Linked DNA regions of Hordeum vulgare: all the other regions are linked to region 2. Evidence: chromatin contacts called from public Hi-C data. All regions are on one chromosome and are shown on one strand. Each heading gives the region's core, a stretch centred on a gene start, on an enhancer-like site or on the middle of the called end of the contact. The rest is flanking DNA. Distances are from core to core; before and after follow the strand shown. Region 1 has its middle 97 kb from the start of LOC123395973. Region 2 has its middle 17 kb from the start of LOC123395936. Region 3 has its middle 87 kb from the start of LOC123395973.

Region 1 (3,520 bases), core at 861-3,360, 880 kb before region 2:
GCAGTGCATTGAATAGACAAGTTTTACCGTCATGACTCCTATGCAGATTATACAGTACCGTTTTGTCTACTTTGATGGTCATGGTCTTGCTGCCTTTATTTTGCTGATGTGAAACTGCATACTAAAGAAGAGGACTGATATCATCGTATGTATATAATTGTTGCAAGATTGCCCTGTATATAGGAAACAATCTGCTATGTGTACAATGGGATGGTCTTTCTATTTCTCTCCTCCTACTGTGTGTGAAAATGTCTAAATCTATATGTTTCGATGAATTCAAAACATAAACACCAAGAATACCAACTGTCCATTACTAAGTTTAAATTTCATTTTCATTGTTCATTCTTTACACCAAAAAATAAAGTCAACAATAAATCTTTAAGTACATTTTAGGGATGATATATTTGACCATCCAACTATATATAGATAAACAAGTCCCGCAGCAACGCGCGGGGTATCATCTAGTCGGTTGCCTAATGGTCCTCCCTGGAATTCCAATGTCCATCATCTCGTTTAATCTAGTCGACTGTTGAGGCATGGATTACAGTATAACTGAATAATTATACAATGGATGCTTATATTTTGATATGCTTATGAGGTAACACTGGTACCTCTCACATACATCATTCTCTGGTCATCGTCAGGTTCAGATTCGTGCAAAGGAGTTGGATTAGGAAAATAAGATCAAAAAATGCTACATAAAATCAATTTGACATATTGAAAGGAGAAAAGGAGGGATCTCACATCCTCGCCAAAAACACTGTCGAATTATCACAAGCACGGAAAGAGTACCGTAACCAAAAAAGGGAAAAGGGGCAATCTAACAACAAAAAACATCGAATTCAGAAGAGGAATCCATATTCCCTGACCTTGAGCATGGAGGAAGCTCGCAAGCGAGATAGCAACCAAGAGCCTAGGACTGCATCGTAGACGCTTTGACTCGGAGGCTGGACGACGTCATCCATGAGAGACGAGGCAAGGCACTTCAGGCGGGAGGGCGTCATCGGTGCGGGCCAACCGCCGGCAGAGAGCTCCGTGCCGCCATGCCGCGGGCTCAGGGAGGGTCGGCGGGGAGCGGGGCGTGGGGAGAGGAGGGACGGGGGTGGCTGGGCGCGGGGCGTGGAGGCTGCGGTGGCGGGCTGCGGGGAGAGGAGGGACGGTGGTGGTGGGGTGTGGGGCACGAAGGCCGCGGTGACGGGGCGCAGGGAGAGGAGGGCCGACGGTGGTGAGGCGCGAGTAGCGGGGAGAGGAGGGCCGGCAATGGCGGGGCGGGAGAAGGAGTCGTCGACAGTTTGGGCAGGAGGAGGAGGAGGTCGTGCAGATGGATGGTTTTTTTCTAGGACGGTATGGTTAGTGGATGATGGGACACAAGGAGGGAGATGAAGCGGGATTAGCTTTTCGTTAGTTTTGTTAACGATCGTTTTAAATCATTGATTGGGTGATTAGACGACTTAGATTGTAAGTTGGATCTGTCGTGTCGTGCCTTTTATAGTATAGATGCGATATAGTCTTCGCGTCGCTTGTCTAAAGTAGCATCTCTCACTCAATGCTCGGAAAGGGCCAACCTAGTATCATACTGATAATTGATCGCGGTCCTTAGACTAGGCACCTTTGATAGTTGACTTTTACAAAACATTTACAAATTTTATGTAATTTCCATGAAATGTTTATGGGTTGAAACAAGCTTTTCTCAAATTAGAAAACATTCACAAATTTGTGAAATATTTCAAACCCATGAACTATTTTGAAATTCATGAACTTATTGGAAATTTGAGATTTTGGTTTTAAATTATTGAACATTACGAAGTTCATGATTTTTTTATAATATGCATAAACTGTATAAATTTATGAACTTTATTAATTTTGTATTTATTTTCCAAATTTGATAAAAAAATCATGAACTGTTATGAATTTCGTGTTTTTTAAATCATAATTGGACTTTTTGAATTCATTATTTTTTTCAAAGACAAAACTTTTTTCCCAGTACAGTGGACCTGCAGACATGAGCGAAATTAACGACGAGAAAAAAAATGGCATATCATAGGAGTGACCGGGTGAGGAAGCCTAGTTACTTACTACATCGGCCCAGGTCGCGAGCCAATGTAGCTAGGGCTATATGTCCCCCGTGACAATTCTCAATACGAACTGCCTACAGGCGACGTTTAACTGGTCAGCCCAGTATCGAGATTCCTTTGCTACACGATGTATGAAATCCTTAGGCCCTGTTTGGAACTGCTTCAATTTATTAAAATAAGTTTTACTTTATCAAATTCACTTTCAGCAGTTTCCTACATAAGCTAAAGCACTATCAAAAAAATATTTGGCTTCAATCTAGCTCGAGCTTCAAAAATAGAAAATTTGATGAAAAGAATCTATTTCATTGGTTGAGGGAAAAGATAATGAAGGGGTATCCACTTACTAGTGGCAGTGGTGGATAATTTCCCCCCAGCTCCAGCTTTTAGCGTTTTTAGAGCACCCTCTCAGGGGCTTCATAAAAACTTTGAAGGCGTATCCCAGATTCTAGTTATTTTGCGGAGGAGCATATCATGGAGCTACCCTGTTTGGCTTGTCTTTTATGAAGCACAGCTGGATTTTAAGGAGTAGAGCAATCCCAAACAAGCTCACTCCTTTCAAAGATCGCTCCCACCTCTCAAGTTGCGATAAGTGGCGTACTACATGCGTGTCACTTGTAAGTTTTCCCTTTTTCGTAGATTCGTATTTTTAAAATGTTTTATCTTCTAAACCGTGCGCCCATATCTTGAACCGTTGAATTTCTCGCGCTGAGATCTTCAAAACTAGATCCCATGTTCATAGGTTTTGACGAAAAAAAATTCACAAAAAAAACGGACCAAATTAACCGTGCCTCTCGCTAAAGAAAAAAAAACATGTTTTTTCGCGTTTTTTTCCTTTCAGAGAGGCATGCCCGTGCCTCTCACTAAGACAATACCGTATCTCTCATGGAAGCAAAATCGTGTCTCTCACGAAAAAAACTCCTTTCCGAGAGGCACGGGCATGCCTCTCACAAAGGCAAAATCGTGCCTTTCGCGGAAACAAAACTGTGCTTCTCGCAGAAAAAAACAGAAAATACATTTTTTTTCCTTTCCAAAAGGCACGGCTCTCGAAGGCCAAAACGTGCCTCTCGTGGAAATAAAATCGTGCCTCTCCAAGAAGCAAAACCGTGACTCTCGTACAAAAACAGAAAACACATTTTTTTTGTTTCCAAAACGCTCGTCGGTGCCCCTCGCGAAGGCAAAATCGTGTCTCTTGAGAAAGCAAAAAAACATGCCTCTTGCGAAAAAAACAGAGAACGCGTCTTTTCGTGATTTTTTTTATTATTTTTTTTATGGGATTTTCGTCAAAAGGCTAAGAAAGACAGATGAAAAACCGAAACACCAAAAACAAATCAGAAAAACCCAATCTAAAAAGCCTCAAACGCGTACGAAAAAATAAAAATAAATCCGAAAGAAACACTCAGAGCTCGACACGTGGCGGCGGCTGAGAACGCATCAAATGGCAGTGC
Region 2 (3,185 bases), core at 135-2,634:
TCTAGCCATTTGGATGTATGGTTTGTGACTTAATATCCTTTTGAGTTCAAATGAATAAATAATCTTTATTCAAAAACGATACATCCAAATGGATTGAATTTTTGATAAATACAAAACGCAACATTTATAATTTATTGGAAAAAAAATCATTTTTCTGAGCTCTTATAAAAAATCATTTGAAATCTGGGTCAATCTGATACGTCGGATCATTAATGAGTGGCTAAAACAGAAGGTTAAGTTACGGTGAGACTCAGCTTCATCAAGTCACTCAAGCTGCGTCCATGCAAGAGGTCGTGGACAAGATAGCCTTTAGCGGACACAAAAGCTTTTGTCCCGCCTAAGGTCGCGTTTGGATCAGCGTTTAAGCTCGTTTGTGGCCGGTTTAGGATACATACCTTCTTTCGTTGTTTTTATTCTACATAGAAAACAAGACGTGGTCGGTAAGTCATAAGTGTAAAATTAATACGGGTGTAAAAACTTACACCCATTCCAAACAGGACATAATGTTTTTCTAGAATCAACTTATATTTCTTTTAGGGGTCTATATCTGGCCTAATATTTTTGCTATATCTAGCGTACTGCAAGATGGTCTGTGGGCAATCCATTCCTTGTTATTCTCAGAAGATTTCGTCATATGCTTCCTTTTCTCCTTTTCTATGTTTTATTAATCTGTTTTCTGTTTTGTTTCAAGTTTTTACGGGGTTTTTTTCTTATGTTTTTTCTCTTTTTACTGTTCTATATATTATTTCTATTTATTACATATTTGTATTTGCAAATATGCATAACATTTTTATAAATAGACGTCAAACCTGTTGTAAGTACATGTTAAATATTTTTTACATACACGTTGAATATTTCTTAAATACACTTGAACATTTTTTTAAATGCATGTTCAGCATTATTTAAATACATGGTGAACAATTTAAAACGCAAGTTGAATATATTTTCAATACAGGTCCAACATTTTTATAATATATGGTACATATTTCTATAATGTATAGTGAATATTTCCAAAAATATGTTTAACATATTTAAGTAAACGAAAAAAGAATTATATACATACCATGCACATTTTGAAACAGATGATAAATACTTTTTTAAACATCATGAACATTTGTCTGAATGGCACAAACATTTTAAAAAATGTTATGAATAGTTTTTAAGCGTGTATTTTCTTTGGAGTGGTACAAATATTTTTTGAAGTATGAATATTATTTATAAAATGTCATGAATGCTATAGAAGCTAGCAAATACCAGCAATAAAAACAAAAACATATAACCAAACCAAATGTTGGACGGGCAGAAAACCACGGTGCACACAATGATGTGGACCGGCCCATGACGGGAGCTCCTGTTGGTGTGATCGAGCTCCCTACAAGCGGTACCTAAACATGGGGTGGTCCGTACTGCAGGCGCCCATTCCCGCTCCTGGCACCTGCAGCGCCCCATACTGGGGCGGCCCAATAAACTTTAACTTTAATGATAAAGAAGAAAATAAAATAAAAATTGATATTTTAAAAAGTTCATGCATTTTAAAAACGATCATATTTTTCTCTAAAGTCAATCAAATTCAAAAAAGTTCACTGATTCTAAAAAAACGTTCATAAAATTTCAAAAATGTTAATAACTTTTCTAAGTTAATCGAATTTTAAAAACATTAACCAATTTTAAGAAATCATTCCAATTTATAAAAATTCAATATTTTTCGAAAAAGTTCATCAAATTTGAAAAAAGTTCATAAATTTGGAAAAAAATACCTATTTTTAAAAAATGTTCCTCGAATTTGATAAAAGTTCATCATTTTTCGCAAAAAAAACCATTGAATTTGCAAAAAGTTCACAAATTTTGAAAAACAGTTCACTGATTTTTTTTAAAGTTCATCAAATTATAAAAAACGATCATCAAATTAGAAAAAAGTTGATCATTTAAAAAATCATCGAATTAGAAAATAGTTCATCCAATTTGAAAAAAAAAATCAAATTTGAAAAAAAACATTGAACTTGAAAAAAAGGTCAGTGAATTTGAAAAATGTTGACCAAATGATAAAAAAGTTCATCAAATTAGAAAAAAGTTCATCGTTTTTTAAAAAAAATCGTCGAATGTGCCAGTAGTTCATCAAATTTGAAAAAAAAGTTCACCAAATTCGAAAAAAGTTCATCTAACCTAAAAACTATTCAACGAAATTGAAAAATAATAATTGATTTTAGAAAGAAATTCATCCAATTTGAAAATAGTTCATCAAATTTAAAAAAAAACATTGAATTTGAAAAGACGTACAACAAATTTGGGAAAAATCATCAATTTTGAAGAAAAAATTTCATGAATTTAAAACAAAATCATCGAATGAGAAAGAAAACAGAAAAAAGAACAAAAGAAAGAAAAAGAAATGATCCATCCTGAAATGACCACGAACAAAGAAAAAAATGGCTTGGAAGGACTCACGCCACATGAGAGAACAAATAAGAGAAAATAAATTAGGAATAACTAATTGGTCGATGTCGTAGTGGTTACGGTCGTCGTAGATGTAACAACCGATCACGAGATCGACTCCTACAGCACACTCCTATTTTGATCATTTTTACAGAATAAACAGAAGTTATATGGGCCGGCCCAGATCGCTCATTGAGGGGTTGCTCTGCAGGCGCCCGTTTGTTAACGGGCGCATAAGCGCCAAATAGGATTTTCCCTAAACATGGGGAGCACACTCCTATTTTGATCATTTTTACAGAATAAACAGAAGTTATATGGGCCAGCCCAGATCGCTCATTGAGGGGTTGCTCTGCAGGCGCCCGATAAATAGGATTTGCCCTAAACATGGGGAGCACACTCCTATTTTGATCATTTTTACAGAATAAACAGAAGTTATATGGGCCAGCCCAGATCGCTCATTGAGGGGTTGCTCTGCAGGCGCCCGTTAAATAGGATTTGCCCTAAACATGGGGAGCACACTCCTATTTTGATCATTTTTACAGAATAAACAGAAGTTATTATGGGCCAGCCCAGATCGCTCATTGAGGGGTTGCTCTGCAGGCGCCCGTTTGTTAACGGACGCATAAGCGTCAAATAGGATTTGCCCTAAACATGGGGAACGTCTAACTAACAAATGTCTCGTATGGGGGGGGGCACTTTTTCTGGCATGGGAGCGCTCCATATGGTCCGCCCCAGGCTCCAACATCGCCATGTGT
Region 3 (3,029 bases), core at 22-2,521, 690 kb before region 2:
CTTTTCATTCGAATTTTGATGAATATCAATCGGTTTTCATGAATTTTGTCCGGTTTTTAAATATGGGTTGAAATGTATGTGAATGGTGTTCGATGGTGGTCTCTTACATTCGTGTCCGCGGGCTGATTTTTCTGTCCATAGACGAATGTGAGAGAAAATTTGCATGTTGTTGCTAAAGATATCTAAGAGCATTTACAACCGTAACTTGTAAATCCGGTCCCTTAAACGCCTACGGACGCATCCACCCATACCGATCGGTCACGCCTTCAATAATATATTTTACAACTGGTCACCTTAAATTAAAAACCTCAAATCCATATTATTACATGTAACGTGGATCCGCTCGTGGGATGAGCTCATGATCGACACATCTGGAGGTGAAGGACTCAAATCCGCTGTCCGCCATGTCGGAGAAGGTCGGTGATCACCGGAGGTGAGCTTGGTGTCGGATGTGGGTGAAGTGAAGTGGCTAGTATTTGGTCCGGCAAGTGGATGGGTACGAATATATGTGGTATCGATGCGTGCTAGTGCGGACCACACGAGTGTGCCTCAGACGTGTTGAGGCTCCACATATCCGTCTCATATTTGGATTGGATATGAGGGATGCCTGTCAATCAGACGTTTGAGGCTCGTTTCTGGGATCTAACTGGATAAAATTTTTTGACCAAACAATGACCGAACGGGTTTAAAGAATTCGGTTGTGGTTGTAGATGCTCTAAGTAAACAACATGGAGTACATGTAAGTGTACGTCTTTCACAAATCAGATGCTGAGCACCCGTCGTATCACTCAACTCACAGTTTATCACCGAGCTTACAGTTCATTCGGAACAACGACACGCGGTGCAAATTCTAGAAATCGAATCCGGGTCAACGAGGATGAACTGGCCCCAAGAAAATAACAACGGCTCCTACTGCTCACGGTAGAAATCCTCGACCATCTGACCGCAGGCACGTACTCGACCTAAAAGATGAAACGAAAACCGTGGCAAAAGTCAAAACACGCAGGAGCTGGTCAAAGGTTCACTTGGCGACATTTATACCCTTGGGGAAACGTATCAACGGTCCCTTTCCCGTTCCGTCCCACGGCCACGGGAATGTGCGCACGGTACAGTGAAGCAGTTCCGAGTGATCCATCCGGGCCTACCCCTGTAGCCTAGCCACGAGCAGCACGCACGTAACGCTAACACTGCGCGGTCCAGTCACAGTAGAACAGCCAGGTACGTACGTACGTATGCCGAGTACCTTTCGCATTTACGGGCTCCTTTGAACGTACGCTAGCGCTAGGTATCGACAGATCGATCGGTATCAGGTCCGGGTGCGCCCCCACTGGCTGTTACGTGCTTAATTTAATTACACACGCGCAAATCGATCGGTGGTGACGATCATGCATGTCAGCCATTCAGGGGCGACATGGACGGCAAATGGATCGACTCGGAACATCCTCAAGTCATCACGTGTGTACCGATAGTAGGATCATCTACCACCGGGCGTCCTAAAATGTTCCAAATATTAGAACATACAACTCAGTCATTGGACGGTCACAAAAAAAATTCAAACGGACTACTTAAAGGGGCTCAAACATCTGAATTGACCGGTTTCTTAATTATGGGGAAGTTATAGAGCCGTCCGGACACGTCCATCACGTCGGACTCACGATGAGGTTCTTTAGAAAATCGTCCGAAAATACGACGGTTTGATGGACATTTCCATCGTCACTGCATGGCCCGCTCCAGCGGACCTCCTAGTGCCCTGACCTGACTATTTAAGCCGGCCGCCGAGAATCAAACCCTATCCATGCACATTACTCTTGGAAACGTCGTATGGGAAAAAAAATTCCTACGCACACGCAATATCTATCCATGGTGATGATCATCTACGAGAGGGGAGAGTTAATCTACATACCCTTGTAGATCGCTAAACGGAAGCGTATATAACACGGTTGATGTAGTGGAACATCTTCGCGATCCAAATTGCAGTCCGTCCCACGATCTCATCACGACCCGTCCCGCGATCCCATCACGATCCGTCCCGATCTAGTGCCGAACGGAGGACACCTCCGCGTTCAGCACACGTACAACTCGATGACGATCTCCGCCTTCTTGATCCAGCAAGAGGGGTGGAGAGGTAGATGAGTTCTCCAACACGGCGGCGTGGTGGTGGTGGTGGTGAACTAATCCAGCAGGGCTTCACCTAAGCACCGCCGAACTAGACTAGAGGAAAAACAGATCTAGAGAGAAGTAGAGGGAGCAAGTGGCTGTTTTTCTGTGTCTCAAAAACCCTCAATACCTCTAGTATATATAGTAGGGAGGGAGGGGAGGAGGCAGCCACAAACCCTCAAGGTTTGGCCGAAATTGGAGGTGAAGGAGTCCTACTCCAATCCTACTAGGATTCCTCCTTTCCACTTAGAAACCATTTCCACCTTTTTCATCTTTGAGTTTTTTTGCCTCTCAAACCTCATGGGCCTTAGCGGGAGCTTATGTCAGCCCACTAGGGGTGGGTTTGTATCCTCCCACAGCCCATAAGGCCCCTCGGGGCGTGACACCCCTCCCGATGGTCCCCGGTACCCTCCCGGTACTCCCGATACAGTACCGATGAGTTCGAAAGTTTTTCTGTGACCAAAATAGGACTTCCTATATATCAATCTTTACTTCTTGATCATTTCGGAGCTCCTCGTGACATCCGGGACTCCGAACAACTTTCAGTTACCAACACTAACTCAACTATACTGAGACGTCACTGAACCTTAAGTGTGTAGACCCTGCGGGTTCGAGAACTATGCAGACATGACCGAGACATCTCTATGGTCAATAACCAATAGTGGGACCTGGATGCCCATATTGGCTCTTACATATTCTACGAAGATCTTTATTGGTTGAACCTCTATGTCAAGGATTCAGTTAATCCCGTATGATGTTCCCTTTGTCCTTCGGTATGTTACTTGCCCGAGATTCGATCGTCGGTATCTCTATACCTAGTACAATCTCGTTATCAGCAAGTCTTTTTACTCGTTCCGTAATACAAGATCCAA

Evidence for each region. Hi-C and Micro-C count contacts between places; a contact is called where the count stands out from the background.
Region 1: a Hi-C map of leaf shows a contact between it and region 2, with 5 times the contacts expected there. The contact joins two enhancer-like sites. A contact is called at or near these places in 2 of 6 Hi-C or Micro-C datasets (leaf and seedling).
Region 3: a contact with region 2 is called in a Hi-C map of seedling, with 7 times the contacts expected there. The contact joins two enhancer-like sites. A contact is called at or near these places in 3 of 6 Hi-C or Micro-C datasets (leaf and seedling).

Annotation. Positions count from the first base shown.
Region 1 is chr5H:421,978,006-421,981,525 of MorexV3_pseudomolecules_assembly, reverse strand. No RefSeq gene overlaps it. Among protein-coding and RNA genes, the nearest start is that of LOC123395973, 97 kb to the right of the region's middle. Within about 2 kb of position 2,110, at least 3 of the 3 cell types and tissues checked have open chromatin away from gene starts, as enhancers often do. A contact at or near this core is called in leaf and seedling, where this site is marked.
Region 2 is chr5H:421,101,055-421,104,239 of MorexV3_pseudomolecules_assembly, reverse strand. No RefSeq gene overlaps it. Among protein-coding and RNA genes, the nearest start is that of LOC123395936, 17 kb to the right of the region's middle. Within about 2 kb of position 1,384, at least 3 of the 3 cell types and tissues checked have open chromatin away from gene starts, as enhancers often do. A contact at or near this core is called in leaf and seedling, where this site is marked.
Region 3 is chr5H:421,793,828-421,796,856 of MorexV3_pseudomolecules_assembly, reverse strand. No RefSeq gene overlaps it. Among protein-coding and RNA genes, the nearest start is that of LOC123395973, 87 kb to the left of the region's middle. Within about 2 kb of position 1,271, at least 3 of the 3 cell types and tissues checked have open chromatin away from gene starts, as enhancers often do. A contact at or near this core is called in leaf and seedling, where this site is marked.